2 separate regions of the Salmo salar genome follow, and region 2 is linked to region 1. The links are chromatin contacts, called in public Hi-C maps. All regions are on one chromosome and are shown on one strand. Each heading gives the region's core, a stretch centred on a gene start, on an enhancer-like site or on the middle of the called end of the contact. The rest is flanking DNA. Distances are from core to core; before and after follow the strand shown.

What was found. Hi-C and Micro-C count contacts between places; a contact is called where the count stands out from the background.
Region 2: a contact with region 1 is called in a Hi-C map of gill, with 2.1 times the contacts expected there. The contact joins the promoter of LOC106586499 here to the promoter of LOC106586493 in region 1. A contact is called at or near these places in 2 of 3 Hi-C or Micro-C datasets (gill and muscle).

What each region holds. Positions count from the first base shown.
Region 1 is chrssa25:28,099,072-28,103,354 of Ssal_v3.1, reverse strand. LOC106586493 (succinate-CoA ligase ADP-forming subunit beta) reads right to left here and starts at 1,331. Exons shown (of 11, transcript XM_014173860.2): 1 at 1,181-1,331; 2 at 196-382. The coding sequence starts at 1,264. It overlaps LOC106586491 (mediator of RNA polymerase II transcription subunit 4), which reads right to left. Exons shown (of 7, transcript XM_014173859.2): 3 at 3,551-3,721; 4 at 3,346-3,403; 5 at 3,158-3,244; 6 at 2,786-2,917; 7 at 1,477-2,630. The coding sequence ends at 2,458.
Region 2 is chrssa25:28,403,105-28,407,326 of Ssal_v3.1, reverse strand. LOC106586499 (dehydrogenase/reductase SDR family member 12) reads right to left here and starts at 1,584. Exons shown (of 10, transcript XM_014173876.2): 1 at 953-1,584; 2 at 545-678; 3 at 93-175. The coding sequence starts at 1,008. rubcnl (rubicon like autophagy enhancer) reads right to left here. Exons shown (of 14, transcript XM_014173873.2): 10 at 4,080-4,222; 11 at 3,607-3,668; 12 at 3,111-3,264; 13 at 2,889-2,979; 14 at 2,578-2,791. The coding sequence ends at 2,688. trnal-caa (transfer RNA leucine (anticodon CAA)) reads left to right here and starts at 1,937; the gene lies at 1,937-2,046. It overlaps trnal-caa (transfer RNA leucine (anticodon CAA)), which reads left to right and starts at 1,359; the gene lies at 1,359-1,467. It also overlaps LOC106586500.

The sequences.
Region 1 (4,283 bases), core at 82-2,581:
CCTAGATTACAGTATACATCCCACTCTCAGACCATACCTGACTCAGTCAAACATCAAAGAAGATTAGTTAGTTAATACATAGACTCACTACTACCTGGTCTGACATAATATAAGCCTACTGTCAATTCAAAGTGTTTATCCCCAATTTACTCTACTGCAATTTATTTGCCCACATCCTATTAGGCTATGGATTACCAATCTCCTTGGCAACAGAGTAGGCCTCATCGGGTGAGCTGGCCACCTTGCCCTCGGGCACACAGACACCAGCCTCTTTGAGCAGACCAATGCTCATGTACTCATGCAGGGAGAGGTTCCTCTGCTGCTGCTGCAGGTGGGGGGACTGCTGCTGAGGCCCAAGCAGGCCAGAGGAACCACCCAGCACCTTGAGAGAGGGAGTGAGAAGGGGATAGAGGAGAGAGAAAGTGATGTAGGGAGAGAGTACATTAACACTAGTGAAGCAGTGAAATTACAGTACCTACTCATGTCAGGGGGAGTACATCGTCTGTGCAAGGACACTGAATGAGAATTGTTACATCCATACAAAAGAGGGCACACACAGATACACACAACACAAATGTGGAGTAACGTGTGTGTCAATAGTGGAAGTTTGCGGATATGAAAGAGGAATTCATCAAACATGTCATTTGGGCGTCAATTGAATCGACACCAAAAACGTTTCTCGAATGTATAAAGGCCCACTAACTCTTAGAAATCGGACAGTTAGCTAGCTGCCTATTGTAGCTAACCTATTTAGCTAAATCTCAGATGCCGACAGTCTCGATGTCGCATAGCCTCCATTCATCCCGTTCTGACGTCGGCGCTTTGGTGTTGGAGGTCACTGTGTTTAGAACTATGTGAGCGGAAAATCTCTTGTTAGCAAACGCAAATCCCTGTACCCCCAAAATGACTTGTCTTTTAATACATTTAGTCGTTTTATAAATACATTCATTTTGCCATCGCTAGCAAGTGAAAGTAACTAGCTGGATAGTAAGATAAACATGAGCAATGTCTAGGTAGCTAGCATAGCCAGTTTCCTAGCAGCCTCAATGGCGATGAGCTAATGTCAAATATGACCCTGTCTCTTTTTGGGGAATTTTGGACGTCGAAGATGGTGCAGCAAAAACATTATCACAGCTACAGGCAGACGGATTTCGTCCCCTTTTTTCCAACGCACACTTACCTTGGATGCAGTGGTAAGTATCGATCTTGCCCCAGAATTTCTCAGGCTAGCCGAAAATCGGCCACAAATCAGGGACGCCGCCATGTTTCCTTCCCTGAAGCGAACGATAAATTGGGCGCATGCGTAGTAAACCAAGTGCCCCTTACACAGGCTTGGTGCACATTCCATGGTCTTTACAATTTGAAGACATGGCTATAAATAAATACATATGGTCAAGTCAACTCAACATTGCGCATTCTTAAAACTATACAATGTCCTGTCAAATGGTATCAAGGATATCAGCACCACACAAAGTATTTACTCAAAAGTTATATTTATTTACAAGCCTGAAAAAAAACTACAATATATACAGCCTTATTTACACATGGAGCAACAAGCCATCAGTCAATTAATATGCCGTTTTTCAATATAAAGAATATAAGGTGTGCTTGATGAATCTTGCCTGAAATAAGCAGTTTTTACTTTTGAAAAAAAAAAAGTTAACTCAGGTAAGTGCACCTACAATTTCAAAATCCACTCCTGGTGACATGTTTTCAGCAATAGCAGCGATAAGGAGCACTTGGGTTCGAATCAGCAACAACATTCTTTTTTTTCCTTCTTTTTTTAATGAAATACTGTTATATTCCTTCCTACACAAAGGTACATGTACTTTTCAACACTATTCCCCATTGCCAGTCTAAAAAAACAGCAAAGAAACAAAAAGGGGAACCTGATAGACAACAAAAGGAATATGTCTGTTATCAGTCACGTAGTACCAGACATTACCCTGGGGTGTATTCCTTAGTCGGATTCTATTGCACAACATTTTGTCTGTTCCAAAACATTTTGCAACGGAAACCGTTTACTCTAGGAACCAAACGAAACGGGGCGGGACCTACCCAAATTTGTCAATAGAAACATTTGTTTTCATTGCAAACTGTGTTCCATTACCGAATCTGACTAATGAATACACCCCTGAACTGATGCAGTGGACTTTACAGAGAGCTGGTGATATTACATTGGGGATCACAGATAGTGTTGTACAAATGTCTCATCAACAAGCCGGGAATAGAGAGGGTCAGAGAAAAACAAGACCGTGAGATGAGTATCTCTCAATATTCTCTGGATTCTATGTAGTTGTTTGCTATATCGGATAGCTAACCCTGTATCAACTGATGCTTATCGTAAATGTTATGGGTGTGATGGATAGCTGGCTCTACGAGGTACTGGGTGTGTCCAATTCCCAAATCAGAGTCAGATATACACACACAGATGGGCAGACAGAGACAGACACACACTTAGTCCGAGTCGCTGCTGCTGCTAGATGAGTCTGTAGACATGGCCTCCACGTCGTCCTCGTTCTCTTTGTTGTGGCCGGGGGGCTCCAGCCCAAAGTCGTTGCCATGGTGAGGGGGGAGCATGCCCACTGAGACATCTGATGGTTGCCAGGGGTACTGGGGGGTGAGCACATCTGATGAAGGGAGGGAAGAAAGAGTAATTAAACAGTGATAGGGTTAGTATTACAGTATATTTCACAGAAACATATCAAAACACAGATCCTAGGAGAAGACAAAAACAGTTGATTCCATTTGTCGAAAGGTGAAACCACACAAACCGAAAGCATACCTGGCAATCTCCCAGCTGCCAGTGCATCTCCAGGGAGGTGTCCATTCACGCCATTGGTTGGCAGGTTGCTCATGTGACCCAACAATCCACTGCGCATCTCCAGGTCAGTGGGGTAAGGTCTACGCGGATCACCTGTTATAAGGAATATGCCATGAAGTTGATTGAAGAGTAATTACAGTAGTATTGTGAATGCAAGTGACGGCTATGATAGTGACTGAGGTTCAAATATTCCCCATCAGTACTGAGAGGAATTTCCATTCTGGAGAGAAGGAACATGCAAGGGAAGAAGGATCTGGCGGGGGTGGGGGTTGAAAAATAGAGGGCATCGAAGACAGCATAACAGAAGCTCAAATGGGCAGAAACAGGACATACCTGGTACCCAGTTGAGAGGGGCACAGACTGCATTGCTGGCACTGATCCTGTGGGCATATTTGATGATCTCTTCTGAGGAGATGCTCCCTGAAAGACAACAGTACTTTTAGTTTCATGTATTATCTTTGGTAGTATTTATCATAAAGTTCTCCGGCTATTCAGATGAATGCTGTGAAAATCAGGCTCACCTTTTTTGGCCTTATCAATAGATTTCAGTTTCTCCTTTGCTTGGTATACAGCAGTCGCCTAGAAGAGAGGTTTGGGTAAAAAGGTTAGGTTGAATCAAAGTCAGAAACAAAGTGCTGTTTTGTTCAAATTGCCTGTTAATAAAATGTGACCCATTTTATAGTCTCTTTAGGATTTCTCATTTGTCCTCAGCTCTGCTGTACTCACCAGTATATGTTCAGCCTCCTTCAGCTGTTTCTGGAGCTGCTGGATGTCGCTGTCTCTCTTCTCCACCTCCTTCTCAAGGACCTGCATCTCCTGGTGCACCTTGCCCTGCTCATGGGCCACCCTCATCAGCTCCTGGAACTCTTTGTCTCTCTGTACCAGCAGCTCCAGGATCTACCCACAGCAAAACACATCCATTCAGACTTCTGACATCTATTGCATGCACATTGCAATGTATAGACTACTATTGAGACAGAGTTGTATGGAGAAAAGGCCGAATCAAACCTATTTCACAATACATGTAAATAAGAACTACATTTTAGTGGTATAGTGTACAATTAATTCTGTGAATATTGTAGATATTGCTACATTTAAAAAAAAAAAAGGTATAGACGGGTTAGTTGGGGCAGAAGTCTGTGTGCTGTTGTGATTCTGGATGGCCAGATGGCTACTTCTTATCATTGTTGCTAGCTATGTGGGGAATCATAAGTGGCTTGTTTCAGCTAGTTTCATCTTGTTCTTGATACCATGTCTTGTTTTGACTGATGTCACATCTATGTCAATATGGCTAAAATTCACCAGCTAACCAACAACTGTATCAGAGACAACAAGTGCTTATTGTGCAAATGTATTTGTTTTCAATAAACATTGGAGACGAAATATAGTTTACATGTTGTCAACAATCTTAGCCAACCTTGTCTTTTTTTCTAAACAACCAACCTGTCAATATAGCGAA
Region 2 (4,222 bases), core at 335-2,834, 300 kb before region 1:
ATCATTCACCAGACCTTTGCTGGGCATGAATAAACATGTGTGGTGTTATTTTCTGTACTGATTCCTTCTTTGTGTCGTTCAGTCCTCGTTACCTGGTTTTTACTATGTTCCACTATCTCCTCTTTCGCCTCCTGTGCCCGTTCCTTGTTACGACACACCAGGTGGACAATCCCTCCTGCAATAAAACCATAACCGTATATCAAACACTGGGTAAACTATAGTGACCTCAAAGAACCCCTTCACGCAACTAATGATCAGCCACCTGAGGAGTTGAACACCATATTGTCCTCATGATTGGTCTGTGAGTCTGTCTATATAAACCTCTATGAGACCTCACCTTGAGGTTAGTTGCCATCTGGCCCACCTACTAGCACTCACTCATAAATCTACTGTTAATCAACTAGCCTTTCACTCACTGTAATGGAATCTAAAAATGTGTACAAACAATGGTCAACAGTTATATTAGATTAGTGGCGTACATTTCAAGGTGAAAACCATATTCATTGTTGTTTTAAACACTCATAGGACATTGACTTTGCCTTACCTCTTTTGGCTATTTCATGGGCTGTAGCTTTTCCAATGCCGCTGTTGGCCCCAGTGATTACAAAAGACCTGCCACTCAGGTTCACGTCCAGGTCCCCAGTATTAAACTGCTTAGCTGCTGCTTCATATCCGCTTCTGTTGATCAAAAGAAAAAGACATCTCAACATAAGGTTAATGGTGATTAAGGAACTGAGATAAAATAAAGCAAACACATGTTTAAAAAGGCAACGTAAAGGCAGTTATATTGAGGTTGTCAGCATAGTAATTGTATGACTACTAACAAATACATGGATTCTTTAGTAACATCAATATGTACTGTGAAGGCATGTGCGCGTGTTAGTCATTCAAACCTATAAAATTCCAACCTTCTATTTTTGTGCAACACTAGCTAGCAAAAACCGATACTCACTTTGTGTATTCTTGAAGTCCTTTTACGAACCAAACGGCGTTTCTGTAAAACGACATCTTTAGGAAGCTAGCTGCTTTAGCTGGATAATTATTTTAAGTAGAGTTATATAGCTACTGTAACATTGTATAACAACACTAGACAAAACACGCCTCTTTTTACATTTCATAAGAATGACTCGTTACTTCGTCCAACGCGGGTGGGGCAAACAGTCACATGGGGTAACGCACACCTCTGTCTTTAGTTAAATACAGCTAAAATAACAAATGTGTAAATACTGGTAAGTGTTTAGTCAACAGTAAACTGTGTAGCGAACATAGAACCCCAACAAATCTAATTATTACCTAACTTGTAAAATGGCTGCTATATTTATCTTTATAAGTAATATTGCTCTCTTCAAAGTTCAGTTGTCAGGATGGCCGAGTGGTCTAAGGCGCCAGACTCAAGGTTCAACCTTCCATAGTAATGGGGTTTCTGGTCTCCGAATGGAGGCGTGGGTTCAAATCCCACTTCTGACAGTCTTTTTTTTTCGGGGACAAAATTAGTAAAAAACAGTAACCAACGACAATTTATCAACCCTTAAGAGCAAAGCCGATAAAGTGCCATATCTTGTACAATGTTGATTTTAAACTAAGCTCAACCACTGACAATGCATACATCATACCAAATAAAATGTTTTTCTACAACTTAAGTTATTATAATATATTATTACTTCATTTCCAGTGTATATGTTACATGTATGTTTGCAATAACACTAGTAGTACGATATCTAGCTAACGGTAGCTATTTCCAAACAAAATGCTAACTAGCCAGCTAGATTTGCTAACAAAAAGGAAATGGTTAGCTAGCGATATCGTAAGGTTCACGTTTTTTGGCTGTGAAAAGCTACTGTAGCTATCATGAAAATGAGTATCTTTAAGAAATTATCTCGATAATCACTCATCGTTGAATGAATAGATGCTCTGTTTTCTCTCACTTATCTGAGTTGTCAGGATGGCCGAGCGGTCTAAGGCGCCAGACTCAAGGTGAAAATCCTTCCTGGAAAGGGGCATTCTGGTCTCTGCATGGAGGCGTGGGTTCGAATCCCACTTCTGACAATACTTTTTGACCTTTCATCCTTCAATATAGGCTAGTAGGTGAGTATATACATGTCTTATTGTGATAGTTACAAGATAATGTCAATTGTAAAGTGGATGATATTTCAAAGCTTGATATTAGGGCATGTCAACTGGGGTTATTCAGCAGACTGCTTTAGGCTATTTCACCCAATACAAATGTTACAGCCCTGGGATACAGCATAATGAGTGAATAGAGGTCGAAATTATATCACTCTGACATCAGTGCATGGCATTGTTTTATGGCCATTAGAATGGGAGGTGATTCACTCAAATGTCCAACAGATGTCGCTATGTTCCACATTTTTTGTTGTAATACTGAGCAGAAGGTACAGTATTGTAAATCCGAAAATGATAGATAAACACAATCCCACTCTGATTCATAAAACCCATTGTGATATTCGGTCTAAGCAGCATCTTCTCTTCTTGGTAAAATGGGGAGGGTCCGTACCTGACTCAGTACCTGCTCCTTTCATGTGACATGCTTAGTGAATTCAAATATAAATGATACTGTTACATTTTAATGCACAGCATTTTATTATTGGGAATACTCTGTATTCAGATTCAAAAGACAAACACATGTAACAATGTGAGGATATTTTCCCACACTTCCAACATGTACTCTAGAGGCAGAACGTGTCCATCAGCTTTTTTCGACATTGGATCCGTGCACATTTAGGGCACTCCTCATCTCTGAAGCAGTCTTTGTGGAAACAGGCCTTGCACACTAAAACGAGAGAGATGCATCGTTATCAGATTTATATGGATTTAAAAAAAAGTAAAGGTGAAGAGCGGGCTGTCTGTCTGATCAGAAAAACACTTGCCTTGACAGCGTGTGCAGGTCTCGCTCTGGAAGGGAAATAACACATCCTTCTGCTTGCAGAACTCACAGATGAAGCCTCTAGCCAGGCAGACCTGGGGTAAAACGCAACAGATCTTAGTCTCAACAATTGAACACTGCATAACTACTGAGGTTATAGGTGAAGTCAAGATATTAGAATATAACTTTATTTGTCCATCAGTGATTTTGCAACTGGTGGATATACCTGACAGCTCTCCACGTGGTCGATGGCCACCCGGAGCACGGCCCTGGCCAGCGGCACCAGCTGACCCCGTTTAACCCTCAGGAGGTCATCCATGGAGAACACGTGTGGCTCTTGTGTCAGGTGATCAGGAAGCTGCTCAAACTCCTTCAGGACCCTGAGCATGATAACAACAGCACAAGGGGGGGGGGGGATTAAGAACATTGTCAAGCACCAAGACTATTATGGCTATTCATAATAAATCTAAATCAATACCCAGGCTAGATCATAACCCTTTTATCTGTCCAGATAAAAACGTTCTTAACTTCATCTGTACAACGAGTTATGGCTCAATCAATTAATACTCGGATGGTTGCCGTCTGCAACCTACAGCCAACAGATTGATGCAGTTTAACTCTAAATAAGGCGAAAAGTGCCATGTGTGGTGAAGAAGTTGGCATGAGAAAGTAGAGTGTGAGAGATATTGGTGAAGGGAGAATAATTAAGTGGATGTCTTTACCCCTCAGATAATCTGCATGCTTTCAGCAGTCTCTTAATGCCTAGTAGCTGCTCCTGCAGGTCCTTGGGAGGGGAGAAGAGTGTTAATGTAATCAATATGTGTGTGAGGATTTGCCTCGGCAACATTCCATGCATGTCGCCACTGAACATTAGGAGAACTAATCAAAGTCACATACTAATCCACATTCTCCCAGTGACTCCGAGATCCCTATTCTGAGTTTCCTCTTCGTACAGACATGAGCACCCCAGACACCGCTGAAGAAGAGGATTCACCACTGCTGTAAAACTGATCCCAGACCATATCTCTCATTGTCTATAAGCCTGCAGCTGTTAGCTTGAACCTAAACCACTGACATGCCCAGTTTATATTCTCAGTCGACAGTCACACCACACTCAAGCACAATAATAAGAACTGACCCCAGACTAGTTGAAACCCTGTATACAGTATCTTAGCTCCTAAAGGAGTCTACTTACCCTGAACCTGCCCAGTTCTCGCACCCTGCTGTAAAGGGTCTTGCCAACACAGGTCAGGTCGAAGAGAGGCTGGTGCCACACAGAGTCTAGCAGCTGCTTGGAAAAATCACTGACTGGGTACCTTCCAAAGTCCCACTGGGTCA